Regions from separate parts of the Mus musculus genome. Here region 1 is linked to region 2. Evidence: chromatin contacts called from public promoter capture Hi-C data. All regions are on one chromosome and are shown on one strand. The core of a region is the stretch at or near the end of the contact, and the rest is flanking DNA. Distances in the headings are between cores, read along the strand shown. Region 1 holds the start of Acp6 (acid phosphatase 6, lysophosphatidic). Region 2 holds the start of Hjv (hemojuvelin BMP co-receptor).

Region 1 (6,370 bases), core at 3,603-6,102, 630 kb before region 2:
GTCCAATGGCCAATGCAGCCACGCGGGTGCTGGGAACTTACGCAGAGTCTTCTCCAAGAACAGTCAATGCTCTTGACTGCTGGGCACTGCTCCGGCCCCCTGGGCATGAATATCACCCCAGAAGAGTTCAATACCAAGGCCAGGCTTCAAATCAAGATCTTGTTTCAGAGGCTGGGGTTAGGGGAGAGACAGCTTGATAATTTTGCCTCATACAGTCACATAAATATATACACATCATCTTTAATGAGAAAATTAGGGGGGGTAGGGAGATGGCTCGGGGGTTAAGAGCACTTACTGATCTTCCAGAAGACAAGGACTCAGTTCCCAGCATCTACAAGGACGCTTACAACCTCCTGCAACTCCAGTTCTAGGGGCTCTAATGGCTCTCTGGCCGCCAAGATCACCAGGACCTCTTGTGGTGCACAGATTTACACAAAGGCAAACACACACACAACCATCAACAAAAGAAAAATAATAACTCTTAAAAGAAAATTGGGTGATAGCAATACGTAGAATATAACTTAATGTGACTGATTCGCAGCAAGGGGGAAAAGACAGTAAGAAGCAAATGTAAGGACAAAAGGAATGGAAAGCTAACAAAAACTACATACGGCCAACAGCGCATGTCTATTGTGAAGGGGTACAGATTCTGGACTACACTCTCTGGCTTTTAGAACTTGCCTAGACAAGTTCAAAGATACAAGCAAGACAAAGCTCAAGAGAAGTATACCACCCCTAAAGTGAAAATTTTCTCCCTCGGGGCATCATAAGGGGATAGTGGAATGAAGTGGACAGGTTTCCGGTAGTCAGAGCAATGGGTTCTGTGGGACTGTTTGTCCCTGTTCATTCAATTTAGTACAAAGATCCCACCATATCACAACCCTAGGAAGGCAACGTCACAGTGGGATGGATTGGTTACATCCCATGTTATATGTATATATGTATATATGTATACACACACATACATACATACATACATACACACACACAGAGAGAGAGAGAGAGAGAGAGAGAGAGAGATCTCCTGACCTTCCAGGATAAGGTCTCAGGAAACAAGCAATGAATGGCCTTGTACATAAGGCATCACAGGAATTTTTAAGTTGCCGAACTCTGAGCCTCATTCCAGGCTAATCGCATCTGGGATTTTATGGGGTGTGGTGTCCACTTCTCAGTGCTATAGTGCCCAGATACTTCTAAAGCACCAGAGGAGAAGTGTTCTTGCAATGCTCAGATACCCTGTACCAATTAAATCTGAATCTCTAGGAGGAAGACCCAGGCATGATTTTTTTTTAACACGTATGAACGTTTTGGCAGCATGCACATCTATCTGAGCACACATGTGTCTGGTGGCCACAGAGCCCAGAGTACAGCGGAACCCCTAGAACTGAAGGGCTCCATTCAGAGAAGCCATGCAGGTGCTGGGAACTGAAGCAGCATCCTCTACAAGAGCAGTAAATGCTCTTAACTGCTGAGCCATTGCTCCAAGCCCCCATACTATCTCTGAAGAATTCAATATCCTGCCAGGGTTTAGAACCCAGTGGAGTGAGGAACTGGCACATCCTTCATAGATCCACCTCGGCTGAGCTTTGGGCAGGAATTAAGCAACACAGCAGGCTTCCCAGCTCAACCACACTGTCAAAGGCAGACAGGAACTTAACAAGGGACTGGGCTAGGCTCAACTTCATAAGAGTTGAAAGACCTCCCTACCGGGGGTCACCTTGCCGCTGTCTGGAAGAAGCCTGGGGGAAAGTTTAAAGTCGAGTTCAAAAGTTTGCTTGAAAGTGAATTGGGAGCTACTCTGAAGGCCAGAAACATGTTCAACTAAGTTCCATGATTTTATTTCCAAAGCACAGATCAACTGTTACCCAAACCGATAAGAAAACAATTCAGCCAAACTTGTATTGTTTCGAACAATGCCTCTTTGTAAGGACCCGTGAGAAGACTGACCTGATGACAGCACGCCTGTCTATAAACCAGTCAGAAATCAGAAATCGTAGCAAAGGTAACTTTAGTCTTATCATTGTCGCTGTGTAGTCTGTTCTGACAAGAGCAGAATAAGGAAGGCTAGAAAACTCAATAACCATGGATTTTGAAAAGAAACCTTGAGAGACAATATCCAGAAACAGGTTCAGATATATATATATACATACACACACACACACACACACACATATATATATACATATATATATACACATATATATACATATATATACACACACATATATACATATATATACATACATATATATACATATATATACATACATACATATATATATATATACATATATATATACACACACACATGATATATAACATATATTCATATATCCTATTATATTAGAGTCAGTCACAGGAGGCTGATGGCATTTCCTCACAACCAGAGCTGGCTCCATCCCAGGCTTTTATTCACAGAACTTTATCCAAGAAAACCAGACGTGCTTTCTGCCTAGGGCTGGCGAGAGAACTCGCAGCTAAGCGTGCTTGCTCTGGGGACAGCAGCCAAAGCACCGCCACGAGGAGCAGAACCACCTGTAACTCCAGTCCCAGGAGAGCCAACGGCCTCTTCCAGCTTCTCTGGCCTACACACCCACACACCCCTAAGTCTTTTTTAAATTTAAAGTAGCAGCCTACAGTCTGCCGTGTATGAGTGGGACGTTAAAGCAACGGTCCTGCTCATTCTACAAAGCAAGGCCATGGAACTACATTCTCCACAGTTTGGAGCTACAGGAAGAAAAGCTAACGAAGCTGGGATTATTGGGAGCTTCCACCATAAAGGTGTAAGATTCCCATCACACACCAACTGGTTCACACACGTACACACACACTCCCTGGAAGGATTTAAACCTTTTTTTTTTTTTTTTTTTTCCAATTCAAAGAGGCAGGAGTAATGTAATGAATATCTTCCCAGTAATGAACTGAGTGGGGTTGGTTTTCTTCCCAGTCCCCTCAACAAAGAATGGGGATAATTTGTCAGTGAAGCCAGTCCTATACTGGAATCCACCAGTTCTATACTGGAATCCACCAGTTCTATACTGGAATCCACCAGTTCTATACTGGAATCCACCAGTACAGGCTGGTATTGATAGGTATTTGCACTGTCTATATACACTGGGTCTAGATCCAGACAAACTTTTATTCTCTGCTATTACTGCTAACTTTGTCTAAAACATAAATATATCTCTCTAACACTCTTTAATAAGAATAGAGAGAGAGGAGGGGTGCAAAGAGGTGGGCATGTGTAGACAAAATGATAAGACAACCTGAGAGATCTAATGTTAAAGGCGTAGAGTGGGTTGCAGTGCCAGACAGAAAGTAGTACAGCCATAGGAACAGGCTAACTGGAGACCTGGTAAACAAACACCTGCTAAAAGATATTTATTTATGTGAGAGCTGCCCTGGTTGCTTGGCTTTTTCATGTGTAACCCTCTTTAAAGACCAGATCTTGGGTTGAAACTATAACTCACAGCCCTTCAGGAAAACAGAAATGACCATTAAGAGTATTTGCAACTGAACAAATACAGACTCCATGGGTAAATTCAACCCGGGGTGTTAGGGACTTCTGGTGCCCTTTTCTTGTATACTGTTAGGGGTTATTTTTTAAACAAAAAGCTAATTATTTGTGCTTTAATCATAATTATCCTGACTTATAGCCACAAAATTAGTTAATTAACTTTCCCTCCTTCTTACCACAAATCCTTTCCAGATTTCTAAACCTGACCTTAAAGAACCCCAAGATACAGTCCTTGTCCGCAATAAGACTTCACAAGATCTCAAATGGTCTCTGGCAAGCCCACAAGAAAAATCTGTATTAAGATCTGGTTCCAAAGGTGCCAGCTTGCTCTGTACTGCGGAAGCACTAAAGGTATCTCCTGGTACAATGATCTCTGTTATTAACAACCAGGCACTTACAAGGTCCTTGAACTCAAGTTCAACCACAGAACTACGAAACGTGACCCAACTCCACATCCGCAGAATCAGAATCTGCATTTAAATAAGAACCCCCGCCTGGGACATTCTTATGCATCTTTGAAAAGTTTCACTACACCAAGCAACTGAAAGTTTGGGGGGCAGGGGCTGCCCTAGCCAGGAAGGCTTACACACCACACCGGTGGTTTGGGATGAGCATGGGATGATGACTCCAGGCCACAGCCTGAGGGCCAGTCTACTGTTGTTTCCCTCTGGTCTGGACCCAGCCCGAGCCCCGACGGGGGACGCTAAAGTGTGTCCCCAAGAACCCCTCTGTGGGCCGCCTCTCACCTGCTCCTCCAGCGGGAGAGGCTTGAGCGGACTCCGTGCCCCGTGTCGAAACACCACCTGCACCATTTTCAGCTCCAGTAGGTTGCGGTCCACCGGACGCTGGCCATTAGGAGCCCGCTGCTCGGCCAGGGCCACCCGCCGCTGGTGGAAGCAGTAAGCCAGCGAGGTCAGGACACCCACGGGGACCCACACGCGCATGATGGAGGCTGTGGAAGCTGAGGGCTCCGCAGGCAACGCGGCTCAGCAGCTACTCAGAAGTTCGCGGGAACTGGAGGGCAAGTGCATCCAAGCTCTCAGAACAAGCGACTCTAGCGGGGCGACCCAGCGACAGTCAGGCCGGAGGTGGAGAGAAAGGGGTGGGAGCAGAAAGATTGTCTAGTAGTTTAAGCCTAGCGTCTGCCGGCCGCCCCTACTGCATGCAGGCTCAGTCAGGGCAGTTACTTGGACCTGAAACTTGCACTTCAAACCGTGTGAAGGGGAGGCCGCAAAAGCAGAAGTTCCTCGGACACCCGGGATTCGGGTCCACATTTTATAACCAAGCTCCCCACGCAATCTCCTGACCTCCCACGGACCTGCTCCAATTAAGTCTGCGCACAGGAGCACGGGAAAGTGAGTCCTGAGACTTCGTCCGATCTGGAAACTCAGACCCGTAAAAACTACAACTTCCACAATGCTATGCGCGGCCGAGGTCCCCAGGGAGGGCAGTTCCGTCGGCCCCCCGCCATGCTTAAGGTCCCGCCCCCCCCCCCCACGCCTCCCACGTTCCACTCCCAGTCCCGCCAGTCTTCAATTTAAGGCTGCCAAGAAGCCCCGGGTAATTAAGGGATTTCGTCTGTTTTTTTTTTTTTTTCCCTTGAGGCTTTGCCTGGGGTGAGTAGGGAGGAAATGAGGGTAAGGGGAGGCAGTGTTAGGATTGGTGGGCAAGGGGAGTAGTTTGAATGTGGAAGAATTCCCTGAAGTCCCCAAAGCAAGATTACTAAAGTCAAGACCTGAAACATCTATCAGCTGAGTGCTTCCTATTTGTGAAATTCCCTTTCCCCATTTTGTTTAAGAAAATTGAGCTAGGGATGTAGTTCAGCGGTAGAGCACTCTCGGGGCATGCGCAAAGCATTAGAGCCAGCGGTTTTTTTGTTTTGTTTTTGTTTTTTGTTTTTTCTCGAGTGATTATTAAGTACTTTTTTTAGAAAATTGTGAGAGAAAAAACAGTATTTCCCTGACCGGGAATCGAACCCGGGCCGCGGCGGTGAGAGCGCCGAATCCTAACCACTAGACCACCAGGGAAGTTAGGAGACAGAGGCTTGAGAGGGAAGATAGTAGACCTGGATTGGAGCCACCAAAGAGTGTCAGGAGAGGCCTGGAGGAATGGCGGTAGTGTTGTCAACATCTGAAGGCATTCTCCTAATCTTTTAACTGCGGAACAGTATCGTGGGCTTCAACTTCGAAATGAATTTCAAAGCAAACCAGTAAAAAATAGACTTGAAGTCTGTTTGGAATGGAAAGAAAAGCAACAGGAAAAAAAAAAAAAAAAGAAAAAAAAAAAAGAACATAACACACCTTACATGGCTATGGGCTTCTCACAGAATAGTCTCAGTTTATTAGAAGCCATTTGTAACCGATTTTAGGCAAAAGAGCTATGACAGAGAGATGCTTAGTGAGAGAACAAGACACCTGTGGATGGGTCTGGGCTTCCCATAAGAGATTCACAGCAAAATGTCTTAGCAGTTACCAGATACATTCTTTTAGTGACTCTCAAGATACATCTTGGCCCTGCGTGGTGGTGCAGGCCTTTAATTTCAGCATTCAGGAAGCAGAGGCAGGCATATCTTTGTGAGTTCAAGGCTAACCTGCTCTACAGTTGAGTTCCAGGATATCCAAGGCTACACAGAGAAGCCATGTCTGGGGAAAAAGAGAGAGAGAGAGAGAGAGAGAGAGAAGCACACCCCACCCCACCTCCTTCACATCTGGAAGGGTTGCTACACTTCACCCTGACCCCTTCTGGTTTCTGGTGCAACTAGAGGACAACTTCAGGGAACCTCATCTAGATTAGAGTCTGCTAAGGTAAAACCAGGAGCCCCTGCGGTTTCTAGTGAGAGTCTCAGATTGTGGA
Region 2 (6,853 bases), core at 4,326-6,825:
TGAGAACTGCAGAGGAGCCAGGCACTGAGAGCCTGCAGGAGAGGGGCGCCAGGCACCAAGTGTGGAATCACTCTCCTTGTTTGGTTAGAAGCAGTGCCTATGTAGAACACCCCAAATAGCACACCTTCTGACCTTAGTTTTATCCTCCACAAGGTCGGTGGCTTTGGGCTTGTTTCCCTTTCCCAACACTTTGAAGGTCTTTGGCTTCACGTGAGAAAAGAGCAGAGCTTTCGTAGTGCCATCTGTCGCCGCAATCCCCTGCCTCTGCCTGCTCCACAATCACAGCCCCTTGTCACTCTCTTTCCTCAGGAATGCGCTGGCTGGCTAAGAGTTACATCTTCAGATGCAAACGGTGTCTGTTCACTGTCTGACTCTGCTACTTATTAGCTGTGTGTCTGTGGGACAGATGCTCAATCTTTCTGTACCACACCTTCCTTACAGTAGAAATGAGATATACAGTGCTTAGACAGTATACACAGGCCCAGGTTCATCCCCAATGCACAGAAACCCCCCAGCACCACCAACATAAAGATAAGGTGTGTGTGTGTGTGTGTGTGTGTGTGTGTTTGGTGCTGGAGATTGGTTCTAATGCTTTGATTCAATCAGGAATCTGCATGTCCAAATGCTAAAGGTCCTTGTCCCCAGGTGGTTTTTGATCAATTAATAAAGATGCCAACAGCCAATGATTGGGTATGGGGTGGGAGAGCCTTGTTGCGCAGGTGAGGACACAGAGAGGAACAGGAGAGAACCACCTCACTCAGGGAAAGAAGATGGGATGCAGGAGCAGCAGGAGATAAAGCCAACCAGCCGTGTGGCCACTGGCCACTTCCCCGATTGGGCCTGAGATAGCAGGGGAAGGTTTAGGAGTGTCCAGCCTTTGACATAGTCAAGGCATTTTTTTTTCAATTCATTTAACTTTTTTTTTCTTTTTTTTTTTGGCATTTTAAAAATAAGCTAATGTGTGTGTCTTTCATTTGAGGACCCAAAGATAGTTCCTGGGTGGATGCAAGCATGCGATCTGGGAGCACAAAGTGGTGAAGCAAAAAAACTTGATATATTTTAAATTTTTTACATGTATGTGTGTTTGTTCAGCATGAATTTATGTGCAGTATGTGCACACAAATGCCAGAGGAGGCCTGAAGGTATCAGGTTCCCTGGAACTATAATTGCAAGCCATTGTTAGTATTGTGGGCGCTGGGAACAGAACCTGAATCCTCTGTCAGAAATCCAAAAGCCATAGAATCCAGTGAAGAATTACACACTCCTCCACCCACTTCAACCCCAGCGCTTGAGGAGTAGAGACAGTTGGACAGCAATGCAAGGCCAGCCTGGACTACATGAGGCTCCCCCGAAAATAAAAAACAAATGTAATAATACTCATGACTCCTTCCTATGAACCAGTTTTTTTTCTCTCCAACAACCTGTAGACTCCAAGAGGGAGGAGACAATAGCTGGTAACTGCAAGGCCTCTTTCAGTGGGGTGAACACACAGCCTCAACTCCATGCCACATCTGCAAAGGGATTTAAAAGAGGCAACAGAGGACAGGATGGAGAACTAATCGCTTTAATAACAGATTAGGAAGGGATGGAAATGCCCGTTTCTGAGTTGGTGCCAGTCTCCAAAAGCTGACTTCCTCTGCCAGACAATGCCCACTTCGTTTCTGAACCAAAAGCTTTTCCTAATTAGCTTCTCCTCTTTTGACTTTCTCAAAGAGAATCATGTTTTTGCCTTTACGATATCTCAGTCCTTTAATGTTTCACTGGTCATTAGCACTCTCACAATCTCTAGGCTTGTAGGAGTGGTATCAGGTGTATGGAGAGTGGAATTTCATTACAAGTGGGAAATCACTAACTGGGAAATCCATGGTGAATAGCCCACACCAAGGTCTGGAGTGCAAAACCCTGGCCCAGAATCTTTATTCTAGGGTCATTTCAGCCCTGGACTGCAACCTCATCTGATTGAGTAAGTGTTGTCTCCTGTCCCCGCTGTTTCCTTTGGCACATCTTTGTGGTTTCTCACACCAACCTCTATCCTCAAATCGTTTCCAAACCAGTCATGGGTTGCTGGCCTACTTACTGAAGCAAAGCCACAGAACAAAGAGGGCCGAAAGAAGCGGGACTAGGCAGATGGCAGGAGAGAGGGGAGGCCCCGCATCTGAGGGAAAGAGATGTAAGTTCTCTAAATCCGTCAAGAAGATTCGGGCATCGTCCAGAGCTGTCTGAGCTGCCACAGTAAAGTTGGGGTCACCGGAGACTGAAACATCAAAGACGCAGGATTGGAAGTAGGCATCTTCAACCGGAAGCCCTTCCTTACACAGCCTTCTGGCAGTATCTATGGCTATAGCCCCACGGCGGTTGCGCTCTGAGCGAGAGAGTCGCTGGCTCGGAGGGCATCCCCCAACACACAGCTGTAGGTCCTGCTCTGCGGAGAAGGCCCGCGCCACATCCTCTGCTACCCTGATGGAGAAGGAGAGCTGCCCAGCTGTCTGTCGAATGATGATAGTTGTTCCAATGTAGGCAGCTCGAATCTCCACGTGACTCCCAAGGTTAGCAGTTTGAATGGACAAACTCGAGCCCCCAGGTCGGTCGCCCCCATTGATAGAACCATCTTCAAAGGCTGCAGGAAGATTGTCCACCTCAGCCTGGTAGACTTTCTGGTCAATGCATTCCTGCATGTTTTTAAATATGATAGTGATCTATGAGGACAAGAGAGAAAATACTTCATTAGGGCCCAAAGCATCCTCACGCCAATCAAGCTGCATAGAGAGTCAGGGATCCGATCCCAGCAGAAATGCGAGTTTCTTCCGGGTCCTCAGTCCTTGATCCTATCCCCTACTGTGTTCCATTAATAGTGCCTGACCCCCACTCAACCTCCTAATATCTCTCTCCCTATGCCTCTCTCTATCTGCCTCTCTCCCTCTCCCTCCCTCTCTCTCTCTCCTTTTTGTCTCAGTCTCAGCAACTCCCAAGTTACTTGCTTTGAAAGAAATTCCTGAATTACATTTACAAGAGCAAATGTTTGATGGAAGGAAGCCATTCAGGATGGAAGGGAATGTTTGGGAAAGACAAGAACAGGGAGCTGGGTGGCTGAATAGTGGGAAGAAGAAGGAGTGGTATGGCGGACAGACCGTGAGAGGGCTCAAGAAATTGTGTTGGGATGAAAATCGAATCTCTGACCTTCCGGATGGTGGTAGCGTTGGCTCCCGACGAAACCGGGGAGCTGGTGGCCTGGACAAAGAGGAAGTCGTTATCTAGCAAGGGCCAAGCTCCTTGGACACGGCATGTGTGAAATTGGTTGTGGAAACTGCGCACATGGGGATCTCCAAAGGATGCGCAATGCAAGAAGCCCGGGGCTCGACCGTGCAGCCTGGAAAACCGGGCCTCATAGTCACAGGGATCTGGGGTCAGGGGCGCTGGCCCGGCCCCGGGCAGGGCGGGGCCCCGGGCCGGGGGCGGGGCCGTGGGACCCTGGCGTGAGCAGTTGTGCTGGATCATCAGGTCCTCTATGCCATGCACCGCAGAGTGGAAAGCAAGGTCCCCGCGGCAGGTGCGGGCCGTGCGCCGCGTGCAGAGAGCGTAGGAGCGCAGGGCGCGACACAAGCCACCTGAGGCCAGCCCACCACGGCCGCCTCCACGCGGCGTGTCCGGTGAGCCACCTCCCCGAAGACTCAGAGTGGACGAGACATACTCGGCATTGCAGCGGAGGATCTTGCACTGGGAGTGAGCTGGGGACGGAAGGGAGAGGGCAGTGAAATGAGACACAGGTTCTATCCAAGTCCAGTATGCACCTAACTGCCAAAAACCATCCGCCATCCCACCGTTCCTACCACTCAGCGTGGCCGCTTTCCCAATCTCAACCTTCATTCTCCCAATCCTTGCCTCCTTCCCTCCTTTCCTCTACTAAAAACGTGTAAAGCAGTCAGACTTCTTTTCCCTGGGGTCTAAGGACGCCATCTGTGTCCTTCTTCAAGTTAAATGGGAAACAAGACAGGCCTCTTTCAGAGTTGGGAGGTGCTGGGACTCAGCACACATCCCTCCTCACTCTCCCCCCACCCCCCACACCCCCACACCCCCACCCACCCCCACCCCCGCGCGCTCATTCCTACCCAGCATCCTAACCTCTGGATATGTCCAACCCTTCCCTGGCCCTTCCTTACCCTGTCCACAGAGGAGCAGCAGGAGAGTGAGGGTGCTTAGAGTTGGAGGGCTGCCGTGGGGGGACCGGGGACTAGGGGACTGGCCCATACCTATCCAGCCAGGTCCCCCCAGGCACCGGTTCTTCCCAGATGATGAGCCTCCTACCTAGTGAATTTCTCTGGGTACTTCTGTGACTGGAAGAAGAAATTTGGCTGAGTGTGGGGAAAGAGAAGGGTTGGAGACCAGTCAAGATGGTGGGTAGAGAGAGCATCTGAAGAGACCAAAACAAAAATGAGACAGACTGGATCTTGGGAAGAAGGAGGCTTCCAGAGGGTGAGCGTGGCTGGTGAGCCTCTGTGCCCTGCCCCTGCGGCCACCTTCAGGTCCCTTGTGCAATATGCCTACGGGGGCGGGGTGGTGGTGGAGGGAAGGTTGAGTGACCTCAGTGTGCAGAGTCCAGTGTACTGCCCCATCCTGACTACCAAATAGCAGATGTGCCAAAAATGGAGGACCCCTAGAGAAAGTGAGGTTCTGACCATGTCAGTGGGTCCCCAGTAGCACCAGGATCTGATCACGCTTTAAGAACATACTTCTTATGGATCCTTCCCACCAGAAACCACCTGCCGTTTCATTTTCTTCACTGTGTTAGAAGGGCACAAAGGGTAACATGGTAGGCAGACGCCCTGTCTACGATATCACCTTCCCAGTGAAAGGAGAGCCGGTCTCTCAGCCTCTCCAGAGGGCTGACAGTACGATCCCTCTCACAGGATGGGGTACAAATCAAGCATTCAAATTAATATATGTTTCTGTCTAACAGTTCATGTGTTTTTCCAGACCCAGCTGAAAAGCCCAATCCAGACACTCCTGGTCTTTTGAGGAGAACAGATATGGGGGAGGGTCTGTCTCCTTTTCTCCTGTCAAAACCCTACTTTGGGATAAGCATATGAGCAGGAGGTCAGAGAGGTCTTGAGGTAGGGATGGGAGTGTAACTCGATGGTAGCTGAGTGTTTACCATGCTCAAGGCCCTGGGCCCAGTCCTTAGCACTGCCCCCTCCCCCTCTCCCAAGGTCTTGGTGTAATAAGATGGAGAGGAAAATAGGAAAGCCAGAGAGAGGCAGCATTAAACATCAAATGGCCATGGATTAGAAAACATCTAGGCAAGAGGAAAAGTGAAGACTGGGGTAGTTGCTAAGGGGAGATCTTAGTTTTCAGAACAGATGTCTGTAACTTTATGAAGTTCTGGCCTTGACCCAAAAGCTTATCAAAGTGATCGACATTTCATCTGGACTTACTGTTTCCCGAGGTCAAGCATTACTCTGATACTGGGTTCTCGAGCCATAGTTGCCTATTCTGTTGGTCTGCTCCAGCCAGGGGGTCCCCCATCTCTTTCTCCATGATTGCCCCGGAATGGCTGCAGTCTCACTCAGGTCAGAGAGCCAGAGGAGGTTTGGTGTGGGGGGAGGGGGGAGGGAGAGTATATGGTTGGCCCAAGTACTGGACAGCTGAGAGGAGGAGGGAGGTGCCTACTGAGTTGACAGTTTTAAAAATAGCTAGGTCCAAAATTCCAGGAACGTTGGTGGCAGTGGGGTGTGGGAGCTAAGGCAGCAGGAACGATGAGCAAAATAAGGATGGAATATGGAAATATTGGATACCAAGGGAGGGAGAGTATAAAGAAAGATGATGGCCAAGTCATATATCCAACTGTAGCTTATAAGCTGCCACTCAGGCCCTCCAGCATTCCCAGTAATGAACTCAGTATTCCCAGTAATGCCTTTAAGACTGCTGGTGGTGATTTTGTGTGATGCCAGTCACTCACTGCTCTCATCCTCTCTTTACTGAGGATTCCATTGAATTTCTTCTACACATAATACACTGAGGTGGCCGGCTTTGAAGATGGACGGCAAGCATAGTTCAGAGACCCTCCCCCATCTCTGCCAACTATTTCAGAAGCTGAAAGGTCCAGCTGTCCCGAGAAATCCGAGAGCAGAATTGTTTCGAGAAGGGTTTATTCCGTCTGCCCAGATCAGATCTCTGCAGCTGTCTACTCTCTCTCCACCTTTTCCATTACACTAGTTTGTGCAACAATCCCTCCTCCCTCCTCCTCATCAATACAAACACAAAAAACAGAAGCTTCCAGGTTGCAGGGGCCGGGGCCGGGGTAGTAACAGAGGCAGAGAGAAGAATCGGAGTCAGTTTTGAACACTACTGATCCACAGAGGAGTGGCGTTAGATAGGTGAATTCAGAAGGAAGACATTTGGGAATATACTTTTATAGACAAACTGTTTGAAGATTCAATTATAATCAGGGTTTTAGCTATGTCCGTCTTTTCACCTGGTGGCATTTCTGGGACACTGTCCCACAGTACTTGCCAAGGGAAAGCAGCACAGGACTGATTACAAAGTGTGTCACAAAAGCTTCTGGCCCTGTCAGCTCTACATGAAGTTCTACAGGTCCACATGGTACATGGTCCCTTCTCAGGCACGCATACACACACACACACACACACACACACACACTTTACAAGAGAAGTGTGGGAGCACATGTATTTTTTATAATGAATTTAGCTTTTTCTCAACTATACAAGACCATATCACAATAATCTTTTACATTAAGTTATTTAGAACATGTCTGTCTCTGTGTGTCTGTGTGTACCTATGTGGATGTCAGAAACGTTATAGGAGTCAATTCTTTCCTCCCACCATGTGGGCGTTAGGG

The links. Promoter capture Hi-C pulls out the DNA fragments that hold promoters and counts their contacts.
Region 1: a promoter capture Hi-C map of HPC-7-derived erythroid cells shows a contact between it and region 2, with 2.8 times the contacts expected there. The contact joins the promoter of Acp6 here to the promoter of Hjv in region 2.

Annotation. Positions count from the first base shown.
Region 1 is chr3:97,157,259-97,163,628 of GRCm38.p6, reverse strand. Acp6 (acid phosphatase 6, lysophosphatidic) reads right to left here and starts at 4,852. Exons shown (of 10, transcript NM_019800.4): 1 at 4,264-4,852. The coding sequence starts at 4,461. n-TEctc12 (a tRNA gene) reads right to left here and starts at 5,544; the gene lies at 5,473-5,544.
Region 2 is chr3:96,523,907-96,530,759 of GRCm38.p6, reverse strand. Hjv (hemojuvelin BMP co-receptor) reads right to left here and starts at 5,575. Exons shown (of 4, transcript NM_027126.4): 1 at 5,430-5,575; 2 at 4,158-4,331; 3 at 3,178-3,725; 4 at 1,544-2,696. The coding sequence starts at 4,245. The coding sequence ends at 2,070.